2 separate regions of the Mus musculus genome follow, and region 2 is linked to region 1. A link is a contact called in public HiChIP or PLAC-seq data. All regions are on one chromosome and are shown on one strand. The core of a region is the stretch at or near the end of the contact, and the rest is flanking DNA. Distances in the headings are between cores, read along the strand shown. Region 1 overlaps Babam2 (BRISC and BRCA1 A complex member 2). Region 2 has its middle 11 kb from the start of Gm36732.

The links. HiChIP or PLAC-seq counts read pairs in DNA pulled down with a chosen protein or histone mark.
Region 2: a BATF HiChIP or PLAC-seq map of CD8 T cells shows a contact between it and region 1, with 7 read pairs. The contact joins two enhancer-like sites. A contact is called at or near these places in 2 of 39 promoter capture datasets (both in liver), 1 of 15 datasets of contacts at CTCF or cohesin (the NIH/3T3 cell line), 5 of 484 Hi-C or Micro-C datasets (CD8 T cells, the N1E-115 cell line, bone marrow-derived macrophages and 2 more) and 9 of 115 datasets of contacts at active chromatin or transcription factors (CD8 T cells, T-cell acute lymphoblastic leukemia, acute myeloid leukemia and 6 more).

The regions. Positions count from the first base shown.
Region 1 is chr5:31,809,262-31,812,665 of GRCm38.p6, reverse strand. All of the region lies in intron 4 of Babam2 (BRISC and BRCA1 A complex member 2), which reads right to left. Among named protein-coding and RNA genes, the nearest start is that of Babam2, 110 kb to the right of the region's middle. Within about 2 kb of position 1,310, at least 57 of the 459 cell types and tissues checked have an H3K27ac peak or open chromatin away from gene starts, as enhancers often do. A contact at or near this core is called in CD8 T cells, the N1E-115 cell line and uterus, where this site is marked.
Region 2 is chr5:32,194,599-32,198,093 of GRCm38.p6, reverse strand. No RefSeq gene overlaps it. Among named protein-coding and RNA genes, the nearest start is that of Gm36732, 11 kb to the right of the region's middle. Within about 2 kb of position 2,068, at least 118 of the 459 cell types and tissues checked have an H3K27ac peak or open chromatin away from gene starts, as enhancers often do. A contact at or near this core is called in CD8 T cells, the N1E-115 cell line and uterus, where this site is marked.

The DNA of each region.
Region 1 (3,404 bases), core at 61-2,560:
AATCTGTGTGCATATGAACAGGGAAAACTACCTAAAAGTAAGAAATATGGGCCCTTTGTAAAATACATATAACAGAAACATTTAGGTACTGCGTCCAGAATGAGAAAGCAATACAAAGCAGTAATTAACTAAAGCAGAAGACACAAGTACTGCACAGGCTGTAAGAGCTTTCAGCGTCTTCTTGTTCCTTAAAACTTTAGCCCTTTCTCATGCATGCATGTGATACACATACATACACTCAAGAACAGACAGGCACACATAAAATTAATTAATTTAAAAAATTCTAGCCCTTAGACCTTGATCCACATAATTACTATGACACACTCCTATAGTACATTTTAATCCACGGTTTGATATTCAACATCAGTGAACACTCACCCAAATTTCCTTAAGAAATCACCCCTCGCCATTCTCGGCCATGGGTCTGGAGTAGGAACTATCAGATAAACCTCTATAAGTGGAGACTCCTTAGCCCAAGAATTTCCTATGCAGCCAGTCTCTGGCAAACTAAAGCGATAAATGGCAACATGAGCTGACCTGCTGGGAACTGAAGGCCTGCCTTCTTCCCATGGTGGGGGAGTAGGCTGTGTTCACAGAAGCAGGGCATCGGAAGAGTAGTATGTGGTTGTGGAAATAAAGACCAACACAATGTGAAGCAAGCAGGCATGGGAGAGAAGGAGACTAGGGTCTTTAGTGACGTTATTTCAGCCACAAGACCAACATCAGTCCAACTGTGCACTTGCAGAGTTCTATAGGCCAATGGACTCTCTTTACTTTTTGAAGACAATTTGAAGCAAGTTTCTATTACAAAAAAAAAAAAAAAAAAGGACCAAAATAAAAGAAGGAAGAGGAGGAAAGAGAGTAGAACAGGTCCAGGGTGTGGGTGGAGGTGGGGAGATAGAGACCAAAACTGATCCTGCTATGTCACCTTCTCTAGGAGTGAAGGAGGAGGTACAGGAACTCTTAGCAAGCCACAAAGCCACATAACTACTGAAAAACCTTTAAGTACAGAGTCACTTTAAGGTACTGAATCTTTTTACAATCATGTGGGAGAAAACCTACAAAAAGAATGAATGTATTTTCACTAACCCTACAATAAACAAAAAAGAAAAAGTAAAAGTAGAAACAGACGGCCATACTTTTATAAAGTATGAGTCATTTAATGAACTTAAAACACATCTGCAGTAGGTATCTAAGATGCTCCCCGTCCTAGAGCTTTTCAAAGATGAAGACGCCATTTGTCTCAGTGAGTAATAAGGCAGCCTTCCAGAGAAACGAGCAGAGCCGCTAAGGCTGTAAGGAATGAACTGGCTGAGACCAGATAAGGACCCTTTGATCGTTGGCATGTAACTTGGGGCCATAGAGAACAATCTGCATCTGGCCTTTCTTGAGAACGGAGCTTGGTGCGGTGTTCATTGACTTCATGGTCCCTTACCCAGCAGATATTTTTACCTCTGCTCCACTTAACTAGAGCACATGCAGCACGTTCGAGCTGTCTGGTGGTGGTGTCACATGAGTGCTGGCTATATGCCAAGCTGGGAATGTGTGCCTTGGAGCAGAAAACCTTTATATCTTCTGCAAACAATCTCTCTCTCTCTGGAGACCTAAAATGGGCCCCACAGAGCAGCCACACTGACTGCACTCAAACCATATATCAACGTAGCAGTACATAGTGAACACTGTTTAATGAACTTTCGCTTCTTCAAACTTGTCATCCCTCTCCAATCCCCAAACCCAAACCTTACCAGTTCTTTCAACACTGTGGTGAACCTCACAATCAACCAAAGAAAGGCATTTGTTCCAGAGCTGTCATGAATAATTACACAGTTCCCCAGGCCAATGAACTGCTTCAGAAACCTTAGCCAGGTTTTCCCATTCCAAGGTACCAATATCTAATGCTAGTAACCCACTAACAAACAAACAAAATGGGATCTCTTTTCTCACAACCACCATTTCTTTTAAAAAAACAAACAAACAAAACAAAAAACAAAAAAACCAACTCTTCCAGGTTGCCCAAGCTAGTAATCATGGCAAGAAAAGTGGAGGCAGAAGAATTTGGTGATGAGGGCTAGCCTCTGCTACTCACCAAGACCCTGTCTCAAAACGAAACAACCAAGCAACAAAACAAAACAGGGATTATGGATATAGCTCAGTGGCAGAGCACCTACTTAGCATGCACCACAGGCACTGAGGTGTCAGGTAAAGGGACAATCTCTCAAAGAAGGTTGTCACTTCATAGTCTTCACTAACCAGACGATCCTGATCTCCTGAAGCAAGTATGACAGCCTTGGGTGTCTTCAGAACAATGTGGATGTATCTTTGAAAGGCAAGCTCATGGGTCCTATCATTGAAACATGGATTTAATAAGCCCAGATGATACTTACCCTTTGGGTATACAGAACTTATTCTGTATTCTGAACCATAGTCAGGCATTTCATAGCAAGGAAGAAAATTTAACCATCTTTATAACAATCTGACTTATTGTTTTACAATGATTCCTTAAACCCTCCTATGAGCCCCTCTGATGTCAGGATGGCTAGTCTCCCTTCTGGACTTTTCGACTACTTGTCCCACATGTTTCTCAGGAAGAGAATTTGTTTATAGAAAACGTGTCTCACAATCAAAGATTTCTAGCAAGTATTAACTCCTGGAATCCAGGGCTACCTAACCTAGAGCAGGGTGGGAAGTGGGTATGATATATTTCAATAATGTAGAGCCAGACAGAGTGGCATATACTTACAATCCCAATATATGGGAGGGAGAAGCAGGAACTCAGTTAAAGGTCAACCCTAACTATGTAGCAAGTTCAAGGCCAGCAATGGCCTACATTTGAGGTCCTGTCTTAGGGAAGGGAGAGCCAATTAATTCTACTCTTGGTAGTTTCTGCCTCTCCCACAGCTCTTTATTACCTGTTCCCCTCTTTTGCCTGGATATGGAATATCTTCTAGACCTCTCCTGAGGCCCGAGCATTCCTGGTTTAATATCATCCATGCCCCAGGAACAAAAGCACCAACTATGGTGTGATCATTCTTAAATTGGTCATATTTATTTGCATTTAATTTTAAATCATCATCTTTTTATTCAAATATTTTTGTGATGGCCCAAATAATATTAAGGAGTTACAGTACACTTCCAAATTGGCAGCTGTGTCCTACGGACATGCTTCCTTTTACCCGCACAGCATCTTTATTTGAAGATCTTTAGACAAGGCAGGCACACTTTGGCAGGTCACAGTCCCCACTAATTCTCACAGCACTGAATCACCTTCTTCACTCATCAGTGTGACTTGACTGGTCCCTTCAGATGCCTGAGTTTATAACCCCTGTGGTTAAGACTTTAGGACATTTCCTAAAGAGAACTATGGCTTAGTTCCTATCTTGGTTCCTTCATTTACATTACAGACA
Region 2 (3,495 bases), core at 819-3,318, 380 kb before region 1:
TAACCATATGCTCACCCAGCCTGGAATAGTCCCATCTTACGTCTGTTATCTCAGAATCAGTACTGACAGACTATCGTTCTCATGCTCACATTGGGTGACTGCTCATGGGCCCTGCTCAGAGACAGCATCATGTGGCTGTCCCTAGAGGAGCAACGGGGCCGGAAGAATCAGACACCAGAGGGCAGCAGTGAGCTGTGTTTGTCTGGCTTGTCTCTGGCAAGGCACTGGTCCCATGGTAGGATAGGTGGAGACTAGCTGAGGAAGTGCCCAGACAGCTTCCTTAGAGCTCCAGCTCTGTTCAGGCCTACTACAACCCAGCTGGGTCCATCTCTTCCATCTGCCCAACAGAGAGAGCCCAACTAAACATGAGAGTCCAGGAGGGAAGAGAGACACTAACTAGTCCCAGTCTACCCAGCCTGGCCAGCCTCCTGTCAGGCCCTACTGTGGGCTTCACAGTAGGCTTAGAACACTCTGACTTTGATGAAACATACAGCAGTTCCCACCATGGCACGTGGTTGGAGATGTTTTTAGCCTTACCAATTTTCTCTGTGTAGAGAGATGCCTCTCTCTGCAGTAGGCAGAGATGAGCATCAAGACACAAGGGGGCATCACTTAACGCAGATGACTGTTTTGGCAAAGAAGCAAGTCATTGTATAATAGAAGTCAGAGTGTCAGACAGAACCTCATTCAGACAGACAGACATCTATGCATATGGTAGAGAACAGACTGTCACTTGTTTGTCCAATATGGTTCCAGACGACAACTGTTGTCCTGACCCAATGATTACTAACATCCCACCTCTTGCGGTGTCCCAGTTTGGAGAATCGACTACACAGTGCTGCCTACGAGGCATCAACTATGTGCCAGGGTTGGTGGCAGACCTGGGGGATGGGGAGGGAGATGATGTCCCAACTGCCACTCTCCAGGACTCACTGTTGCTGCTTGAGGACACAGACTGGGAAAGGAATGGAGAAGGTGGGGATGGTCACACTGCTAGAGGTCCCCTCAAGAACCTGCCAAGAAACATCTATGGATAGATCTATCTTTCTTGGTTTATTCAGAATTTTTAATATTTTAATATTTTTCCAGCTTTATAAGCTGCTTTAAAAAAAACCCAAAACAATTCACTATGTAGCTCATAGCAATTCTCCTGCCTCAGGCTCCCAAACACTTGGTTTTTTTTTTTTTTTTTTTAATTGCATGTATCTATTTGTCTCTGTGTATGCTGGGCAAACAGGTGTATGTTCTCTACATTCTGTATAGGGGTACACCTACAGATGAAGGTCAGAGGGGCAACTTGTGGGAACTGGATCTCTCCTTCTACCATGTGGGTCTCTTGCTCAGATTCAGGTGGTCCAGCTTAGTGGTAAGTGCCATCATAGGCTGAGCCGTCTAGTCAACACAAGCTGGATCATTACAGGCGTGTGCTGTGCGCTGCTACAAGTGGTGCTAATCCATTTTCTGGTGTGTGTGTGTGTGTGTGTGTGTGTGTGTGTGTGTGTGTGTGTGTGCCTATCCTAGAACCAGGGATGCTTTCGAGGTGCAGGTGTCTTAATGCCAAATCCCTTACCAGCAAGCCCACAATCCACTCTTCCAAGCCCCTGCCTTGTCTGTAAGCCTCCTTCTGAGTTAGATCCTCTCTGTGTCCTGCTCAGTTAACTTGAGGGCACCCTCTGGTGGGCAGCAAAGTCTCCTTGTCCCTCCGCCAATGTTACAGGGGAACTTTGTCCTGCTTCTCAGCAGAGCATGGCCTGACCCCATCCCACGATATCCTGGGTGACTGCATGAAAACCCCAGAGCTCCCCAGCACTGGAGGAGTTTTGCCTTATTTAGACATGGTGCCCTGGAGGAAGGAGAAAGGGAAGGAGGGGGAGGGGATGGCAAGTAGATAGGCACGAAGGAGAAGGAAGGAGGCTGGAGGATTCTGAGAACTAAGGGTCATGATGACATCATCACGGGAGGGTTTTGCTGGGGTCAGTGGGTGAGGGCGGGGCCCAGTGGCTGGGGCTCACGGTGACTCATTTATAGGAATGGGCTTTGTGTCTGCCGCAGTCATTTATTTAGTAAGCCATTAATTGTTTCGACACTCGTTTATTGAGTTGTTATTATGCTTCAGGCCCAGGACTAGGCTTCAGAAGACAGAGATCACTGCCAGGGCTGGGAGCTCACGGCCCAAAGGGGAGAGGCGAGGCCACTGCTATGTGTGGGTGTGTGCAGGAGCAGAGGGTCCTGGGACAGGCATTTCAATGCATGGCAGACACAGAGACAACAGAGGGGCACCATTGGAGGAGATAGTGGCCAAGAAAGACTCCCATGGGAAGGAAGGTAGGGGAAGGGCTCTTAAGGTGCTGGAGGGGAGGAAGAAGAGGAGGAAAGGGAAGAGGAGGGGAGGAGAGGGGGTCGGGGAGGAAGAGTATGTAGTGGAAGGTTGGAAGAAGGGCTCAGGAGGCATAGGGAACTGACAGGCACCTGAGACACAATAACAATGGCTAGATTTATGCTTGTAGGCTAGTGACATGGCCTGACCTGTAATGGTACCTGCTGCCAAGCCTGCTGACCTGAGTTTGATCCCTAGGAAAGAGAAAAGTTATCCTTGAGTTCCACATGTGCTCTGTGGTATATGAGTGAGCATACACACACACACACACACACACACACACTCACATGGGCTGAGGAGAAAACAAACAAACAAATGTTTTTACATGCACAAGGAAAACAGAAATGTTCTTGGAGAGGGAATGTCCACAAGATTCTAAAGTAGGGGACCCTGGAGGTGTGGCTACATCCTTCGCATTTGGGTCTGGCTAGTATGACCTTGGCAGACTGGTCCTTGCTGTAGGTGATGGTTCATAGACTTAGCCACACCAGCTTCATCCTTCCTCAGAGATAGCTCAGTGTCTGCCCCGATAAATGGAAAAGGTGAACCTTAATGGAGGGCAGAGCTTGGCAGACCCCACAGTCAACAGCAGTAGAGTCAGAGTGACTGCAGTTTGTGGCCACCTGAAAACCCTCCTGTCACACCTGAGGATGCCCTGCTTGATGTCTGGACACAGCTCCTGAGTGGTCATTGCTAGTATCATGGGACATCCTTAATAATAGGCAAGCCCAAGTCACTCATTCGTGGCGAGCCTCGGTTCTCAGGCATGCCATCTGATTCCAGAGGTCCCTTTTCCCAAATGGGAGACGTCTGCTTCTGTGAAGAGACTGCCACACTTTGTCCCAGTCCTCCACGTCTCTGGGGAGATCACTGGGCTCCTCTTCTAGTAACCAGACCACAGGAGGCCATAGACTCCAGGAGGGACTTTCAGCCTTGAGATTTTTTTCTTCAAACAGGCCCCGGGTGTTACGGTGGCTTCTTCAGGGGTGTCCCCAGACCCTGTTCTTCCAGAAGTGTGAAGCCACCCCACCTGGCCTTGACCATCACTGCCCACTTCTTCCAGTCACTAAAGTCCCAAACATATTTGTGCTCCTCCTGCTACGATTAATTGGGGTCTA